Linked DNA regions of Gossypium hirsutum: region 1 is linked to region 2. A link is a contact called in public Hi-C data. All regions are on one chromosome and are shown on one strand. The core of a region is the stretch at or near the end of the contact, and the rest is flanking DNA. Distances in the headings are between cores, read along the strand shown.

Region 1 (3,514 bases), core at 897-3,396, 42 kb before region 2:
CCACCATTTTAAAATTATTACAACACCAACAATATCGATAAGATGGCTTTCATTTTCTCTAATAATTCAATCATATTATTATTCTAATTAAACATATAAAAACAAGATTTTTAAAGTTTCGTATTTAAAAAGGTATCACATAAAATTCACTACTTAATATTAATTTTTTTTATAAAAATCCTAGAAACTTTTCAATTTTTTAAAGTTATCAGTCAATTTGAAGTGACGTTTGTGGGCAAAAACGCGTGTGGAAAGAAAATGAAAAGGTTAAATTTGGCCTATTAGTCCTCAGACTATGCATAATTTAATTTTAAATTTTCAATCTTGTCAAAATAGTAATTATTAAATTCATTAAGTAAAATTCTATCATTTTCGAAATTCGATGTGACATATATATTATCACATGTATAATATTATGTTAACTTATTATTTTTATATAATACACACAAATTAAACTAATTGGTTTAACAGATATTATTTGTGTCAATATTAAAATTTTAGAATTCAAAAATGATAGGAACTAAGAATGAATCAAATATACAACTTTATACAAATTAGATGACTAATAGAGGAATTTATAGAAATGGGTTTAACTTCTACCATTTAAATCAAGACTATAATTGACCTTTAAAAAATAAAAATACTAAAATTAACTGGACTAAATTTATAACCAAAATGAAAATGGGTTTATACCTCACTCCGCAAAGTCTTCAATACCTTACCAATTAAGAAAAGTTACATTAATTGATTTCAAGCATCCATTTATACACAACTTATATACCTTCAAGCTATCCAAGATAACTTCAAAAGTTTAAAAGTTCATAAATCTAAAAGTTGTTTGAAAAGAAGCTTTTGAAGATTAGAAGTTTTTTTCGACATCTCAAGAAATATGTGAAGAAATTAAACAACTCAAAAACAAAACAAAAAAAAAAATTGAAGAACATAATTCAATTCTCAAGAAAACTGCTTATCGATCTTATTTAACTAATATAGAACAGGCTCAATCCATTTTCAAGATCAAATCTAGAATGTCCTTGAAGTCAAAATTATCTATACAAAATTAAGTCTCGAGGACCTTTAGATCAAACATCTCCCTAATTTGTGCATCAACGCAAGAAAGATAAAACTCATTATTTAAGATCAAGTCTAAAAGTCCTTTAAAGTAGAATTATCATCCAATATTAAGTCTCGAAGACGCTTGGATTCAAACTTATTTTCTCAAGTCTCACGACTCTTGAAGTGGGCTTCATTAATTCAATATCAAATTTCAAAGACAAATACACCAAATCAAATTAAATTCTCAAGCAAACGTCTCACTAAATCTATTTTCAAGATCAAGTTTCAATAATCCTTAAAATAGACTAAATCTATCCAAAATTAAGTCTAAACAACCTTTAGATCAAAACTCCACTAAAGAAAAAAAAATTCTTTATACTGATTCTAAAAATTGCAACTAATTTTCATAAATAAAGTTACTTTTATTTGCTTATTTTTTATATCTTATTTTTAACTTGAAATTTGTATATAATAATACTAAAAACTAAATAAAAAATATACTTTCAAAATATAAAAAAAAATACATATGAAAGGCTTAAATAAGCATAAGTTCAGGGATGTAGTTAGGGACCATACGGTCTTCTTAAAATGAAAAATTTTTTATTTAAATTATTTAAAATTTTTAAAATTTTAAATTAGTAAAAGTAAAATTACTCTTTATCATTTAAAAATAATAAAAAATTAATTAAAGTCTTTTAAAAATTATAAATATACGAACTATTAAAATAATAAAATTACATTTTTATTATTATAAAAATTATAATTTAATTTAGTCCCTAAAAAGTATTTTAACTTCGTCCCTACTTAAGTTATTAATTTATAAATATATGTAAAACTGATCCTGATTTTTGCTATTAAAGTGTTAAATAAGGCTAAATTTGTTGACCCAGTGATGTCGTAATCTTATCAAAGACATATTGAAATTATTAAGAGTTAGGTCATCCATAACTTTTGCGAAAAATATTGCTTCATTTCCACTATAAAGAAAAAAAAATAGCTTTCATGTGCATTGTCTATTTCCATTCTTTCCCCATGATGGTCAACGGAAGATGGAAATTATTAACTCTCTCGACCCCACCAATACAGTGATCACTACACAAAAACTAGAAAATTCGACTGTCTACATGAAGATTTTCAATGCACTAATCATGTTGATATATGTATGTTTACATGCATGAATGTCCATGCATGAGTATATTTCTTTCGGTACTGTCGACATTGAAGGGGACTTGTTTGATGATGTACATCATGCATATGCATGTCTTCAATCTTGTCCGTACATATTGCTTATCTTAGTTTTCATGCATGAAGTATCAGATTTAAATTAATAAATATATAATAAATGTATTTTAACAATTTTATTATAAGTTTTGATTATATATACTCTTTTTAACACAATAATTAGAATTACTCATAACATTTTCCCAACTTATAAATAAAAGTATTATGCGCTTTAACGCATTCGAACTTAAATTCTCTTATATTGACAACAAATATATATAATATTTTTTTAAAAAGAATTAAGGGTAGAGATTCTCTTCAAATCAAATCTAATATTCAAGCTAATTGAAAAATTAAACACAAAGTCTTTATCATTTTATTTATAATCTAGTTCACATAATATTAATTAAATTCAATTTAATTTAAGTATGGTAAAACCTGAACTATTTAATATTCAATTTGATCTAAGTATGGTAAAACCTGAACTATTTAATGGATTATGAATTATTTCAGTTTGAATGAAATGAGTTTTCATATTTTTAAAAGTAAATATGAAGTAAGATAAATGATTTTTTTTAGAGAATAAGTATTGAAAAGTTATAATAATTGCCTACCCATCCCCTTATATAAAATTAGCACAAAATTAGCACTTAACTTTCTATATAAAACTATTAAAATAATAAATTATAGAAAAATCATGGATTCTTTTCCCTTTCACTCCTTAACCGTATTGAATATATTAAAAATAATTAGAAAAAAAAATGAATCGAACATTCATAAAAATAATAATGTTGAATCACCCACAATAAAACAAGACATACCAACTATAAAAATAGCAATAAATTTGACAAAATCCGTCCCGCTATGCTTCATCCACGTTTCTAGTCATGGAATTTGGACTTGGACAAAACAAGAAGTTCCCAACTTAGGCCAGGCCCGTCGATTTAGGCCAGCCTAGCTACAACAACGATGTGAAAAGACATAAATGATAAGGCGGCAACTTTATAATAAATCGGAGATTTGGGATCTGTATGCAGATGCATGACTCAAAGTACCATTCTTACTGACATCAAAGCATTGCCTTTATTACAAAACATAATAATAATGTAGGGCAGGTTTAATACCTAGAGGGGGGCAACACTTGTCTTGAACGTGTTTAGTGTCCAAGTTCCACTCTCCCTTTCCCCTCAAACCTCTAGGTAGCTCTTAACTAAGCCCTTGACACCAACCAATGTAT
Region 2 (3,610 bases), core at 922-3,421:
ACCATGCAATATTATTAAAATAAATTCTCTTTCTGACTCAAATTTGTGGTCCCAAAACCATTGTTCCGATTTCACTGAAAATGGGCTATTACATCGAGGGTTGAAGATTCTGACAATTTTTCATTACAATTCAAATTTCGACTCCTCCAGCAGTGGATGTAGTCAATGTGCTAGTTCATCTTTTCACTTTCTTGCGCCAGTAGGCTCAATCATGCTGACAATGTGATGGGTACTGTAGAATTTGTTAAGAAATTCATGTTCAAGTTGTTCCCAACTATCAATTGTTCTAGGCTCAAGGTCTATATATCAGTCAAAGGCATTTCCTTTTAGCAATTGGACAAATTGCTTCACCATGAGATCACCGTTAGTTCTGATGTTATTGTAAGTATCCACGAAATGAGAGACATATTAGCATGGATTCCTTTTGCCATCAAGCTGTTGGAATGTATGAGGTTGATAGTTTGGTGGTATTTTGAGATGATCAATCCTGTAAGAGTATGGCTTGACATAGGAGTATGAAGGTTGAGCTAACTTGATCTTTGACAACTTCTTTAATGAGCTCATTGGGTTGATCAGTAGTGACAACTTCATTGATTGTTAGTTGAGGATCTTTGGTAACTTGCTTGCTCACCAAGCTTCGTCAGTATATTCTCATTTTAAACTTCTTCATTAATTGGCCCCTTCATAGTAAGATCAATGAGTCTTTTCATCATAAAGTCCATATGTTCCTTCTTTTGTTTGAGGCTTGCAGTAATACTCTCTATTGTCTTTGCCAGGGATGCCACTTGTTATTCCAAGGATTTTGTGTTAATTATAATGACATTTATCACTCCGGAGTTAGACTTTGGGGGAGATGTTGGAATGGTATAGTCACTTGATTGGACGTATTTCCCCTTAAATGATAAACGACGGGTTACACTTGATCCATGACAAGAGACTTCTTCTGAGTCATGAATTGGTAAAGAAGCATAGAAAAGTGGATTGTCATTGAGAATCAAAGAATTTTGGTTGAATGGCTCTAAAAAAACTTTCGTTTTTTGCCTAGTGCCATAGGGATGGACAAGGACACTGTTGCTTGATAGTGAAGGTGGACGAGCTACAAGATTAGTTTAAGTGAACTTGCTAATGATGATATTCTTTAAGGCTATTACAACTTTGAGCTTTGAATTTTCAATAGAAGGGATGAAAGGAAGAGACGGTCCCACTAGACATGCCAGAAATTTGTACACACAAATTTCAAGTCAAAAGTTGACTTGAAAATTCAGAGTCAAATTTTATTGATAACTTTGAAAGAAAGTTACAATCTTTGGAAATTTATTAAATACAAAGAAAAATATCATTTGATTCTTCTCTTCTGTTTGGCTTCAATCCATGGGTTGTCTAGACTTGGTCTTGGATATATGTGGATTGCTTCAAAAACAAGTGCTTCAAGTGTCGTGACAACTTGCTCTTGACACGAGTTAGGACCTCTTTTCTTTAGTTGATTTGGATGGAAAGGTGACTTTCTTTATAAACGACTCTTGGCTTCCTCTCCACGGTTGAATTTGATAAGAAGGCAACGTTCTTTAGAATTTCTTCAAGCTCTTTGGTTTCTTTAAAGAATTCTACAGAGATTTTTTGAGCTTTTTGAACTTGTGTCTCTCTATAGAATGGCTTGGGTGACCCCTATTTATAATGCCAATTATTTGAATTAAAAAAAGTTCTTGTAGATCTTAACTGCTCCATTTAATTGTTTTAAAGAGTTTAAATTCTTTTATTTATTATTTATATTTTATTAATTTAATTAATTAAAACTAAAATAACCATTTAATATTGTCACTTAATTATTTTATTTTAAATTAATAATAATATAAAATTTTAATAATTATATTTTAATTAAATTAATTAAAAAATATGATTTCATATATGATACAAATAATTATGACACAAACATTCTAATTGGTTCACAAAATTTCATAGTGTATAACCACATTGTAGTTTACTCTATACAGACGTGGCGATTCAAAAGTATATCTAAATTCACGTGGGTTGTTTACCTACAAATACAAACTTCCACGTGGTAAGGGTTTATTTGATACGGAAAAACCTAATCTCAGCCGTCCACCTGCTCCCCACATTTGTTTGAGACCTTACTAGAAATGCCTAGGTTCTTTCCATTTCCCATATTTATGACTTACCTTAATTTAATGCTGGTATACCTGAGAGATGCCTCGTTGCCTCCAATATTCTTGCCTATTGGACCACATCGGTTCATTCAATTGCTACTTCACAACTTAATGGGTCTAAACCCAAACTCAACAAAATAAGTTGGTTCACTCAATATATAAAAACTCAAAAGCTAGTTTAGCTCCCACCAAACATTTTTGGGTCTCAACTTAATAATTACTATTACATTGGGATTAATTTTGTTTGGTTTTATTCTCTAAATTTGGCAATTATTTTTATATTAAAGTTTGATATTTTTTTGTCTAAATTAATTTTTAAACTTGACAATTATTTCTACATTAAATTTAAATTTTTTTTTGTCTAAACTAGGCTATAATATTTCATTGAAAATTGTAAATTTCAATTGATTTTTTAATATTTATTTAATTAAACTGGTTGGATTAGTTGAATTGACAAACCCATGACTTGATTGGTTCGATTATTGGTTCAGCTCTAAAACTTTGGCTAGAATATTTCACCCCGACATATGCTAATAGTTGGATAATAAAATTTTGGTTTGATAAAAATATAAAAAAAATAAAATAAAAAATCAATTCAACCATCCAATTCTCAAGTCAACAAGTCAAATGGCTTTTCTCTGACCGATATCCTTATCGATTTCGGGCTAATCGGTTCAATTCAAATTTTTATGACTTTCTTTTATGATGTTTATAAGTTTATATCAATTTAATATATTTTTATATTTTCTATTATTTCTAAGAATTCTATTGCTTTGTTTTAAATTTTAAATATTTTAAATAAGTTTTATTAATTGTATAATTTTTTTTATAATTTTTATTATAAATTTTAATATTTTTCTCTTTTATGAAAAAATATTAAATTAAACTAGAAGTTGTTACGTGTCACCATCTAACAGGTTTGTCATTTTATTTTAGTGGTTAACGTAGTTAATGATGAAAATCGTTAATAGAAGGGTTTAATTGATTATTTTATTAGGAACTTAATTAAGTATGAATTTAATATAAAGGTTTAATTGATTTTTTGCATTTTCTTAAAAAAAATTAACATATAATTAATTAATTTTGAACTTTCCACTATTATGTGCAAAAAGATATTTTAGACTTCAACCATAAATTTTGACAGCATTTTTTAGCACACTGAAATAGTAATGGAAAACTTGCTCTCACTACATCAACTGCACAACAAAAACAAAGTATGGGCTAACATACCAAAAAATACAAGAAAGGAACATGGTAATAAAGAGCGAGGGTTACATAAGGACACAAGTTTGGACAATCTCATAGAGATCTAAAAATAGTAGGATTATGGAGTTTATTGTGAAGGAGGTTTCACAATATAAACTCAAATGTTGTCTTCTTTTTTTTATCTTGCAGATCACTTTATATCAATTTATAATTAGATTTAAATAAAAATATTTTTTTCT

The links. Hi-C and Micro-C count contacts between places; a contact is called where the count stands out from the background.
Region 1: a Hi-C map of leaf shows a contact between it and region 2, with 3 times the contacts expected there. The contact joins two enhancer-like sites. A contact is called at or near these places in 4 of 34 Hi-C or Micro-C datasets (fibers, hypocotyl and leaf).

What each region holds. Positions count from the first base shown.
Region 1 is chrA05:99,445,428-99,448,941 of Gossypium_hirsutum_v2.1, reverse strand. No RefSeq gene overlaps it. Among protein-coding and RNA genes, the nearest start is that of LOC107959850, 13 kb to the left of the region's middle. Within about 2 kb of position 2,146, at least 3 of the 9 cell types and tissues checked have an H3K27ac peak or open chromatin away from gene starts, as enhancers often do. A contact at or near this core is called in leaf, where this site is marked.
Region 2 is chrA05:99,403,337-99,406,946 of Gossypium_hirsutum_v2.1, reverse strand. No RefSeq gene overlaps it. Among protein-coding and RNA genes, the nearest start is that of LOC121229771, 11 kb to the right of the region's middle. Within about 2 kb of position 2,171, at least 2 of the 9 cell types and tissues checked have an H3K27ac peak or open chromatin away from gene starts, as enhancers often do. A contact at or near this core is called in leaf, where this site is marked.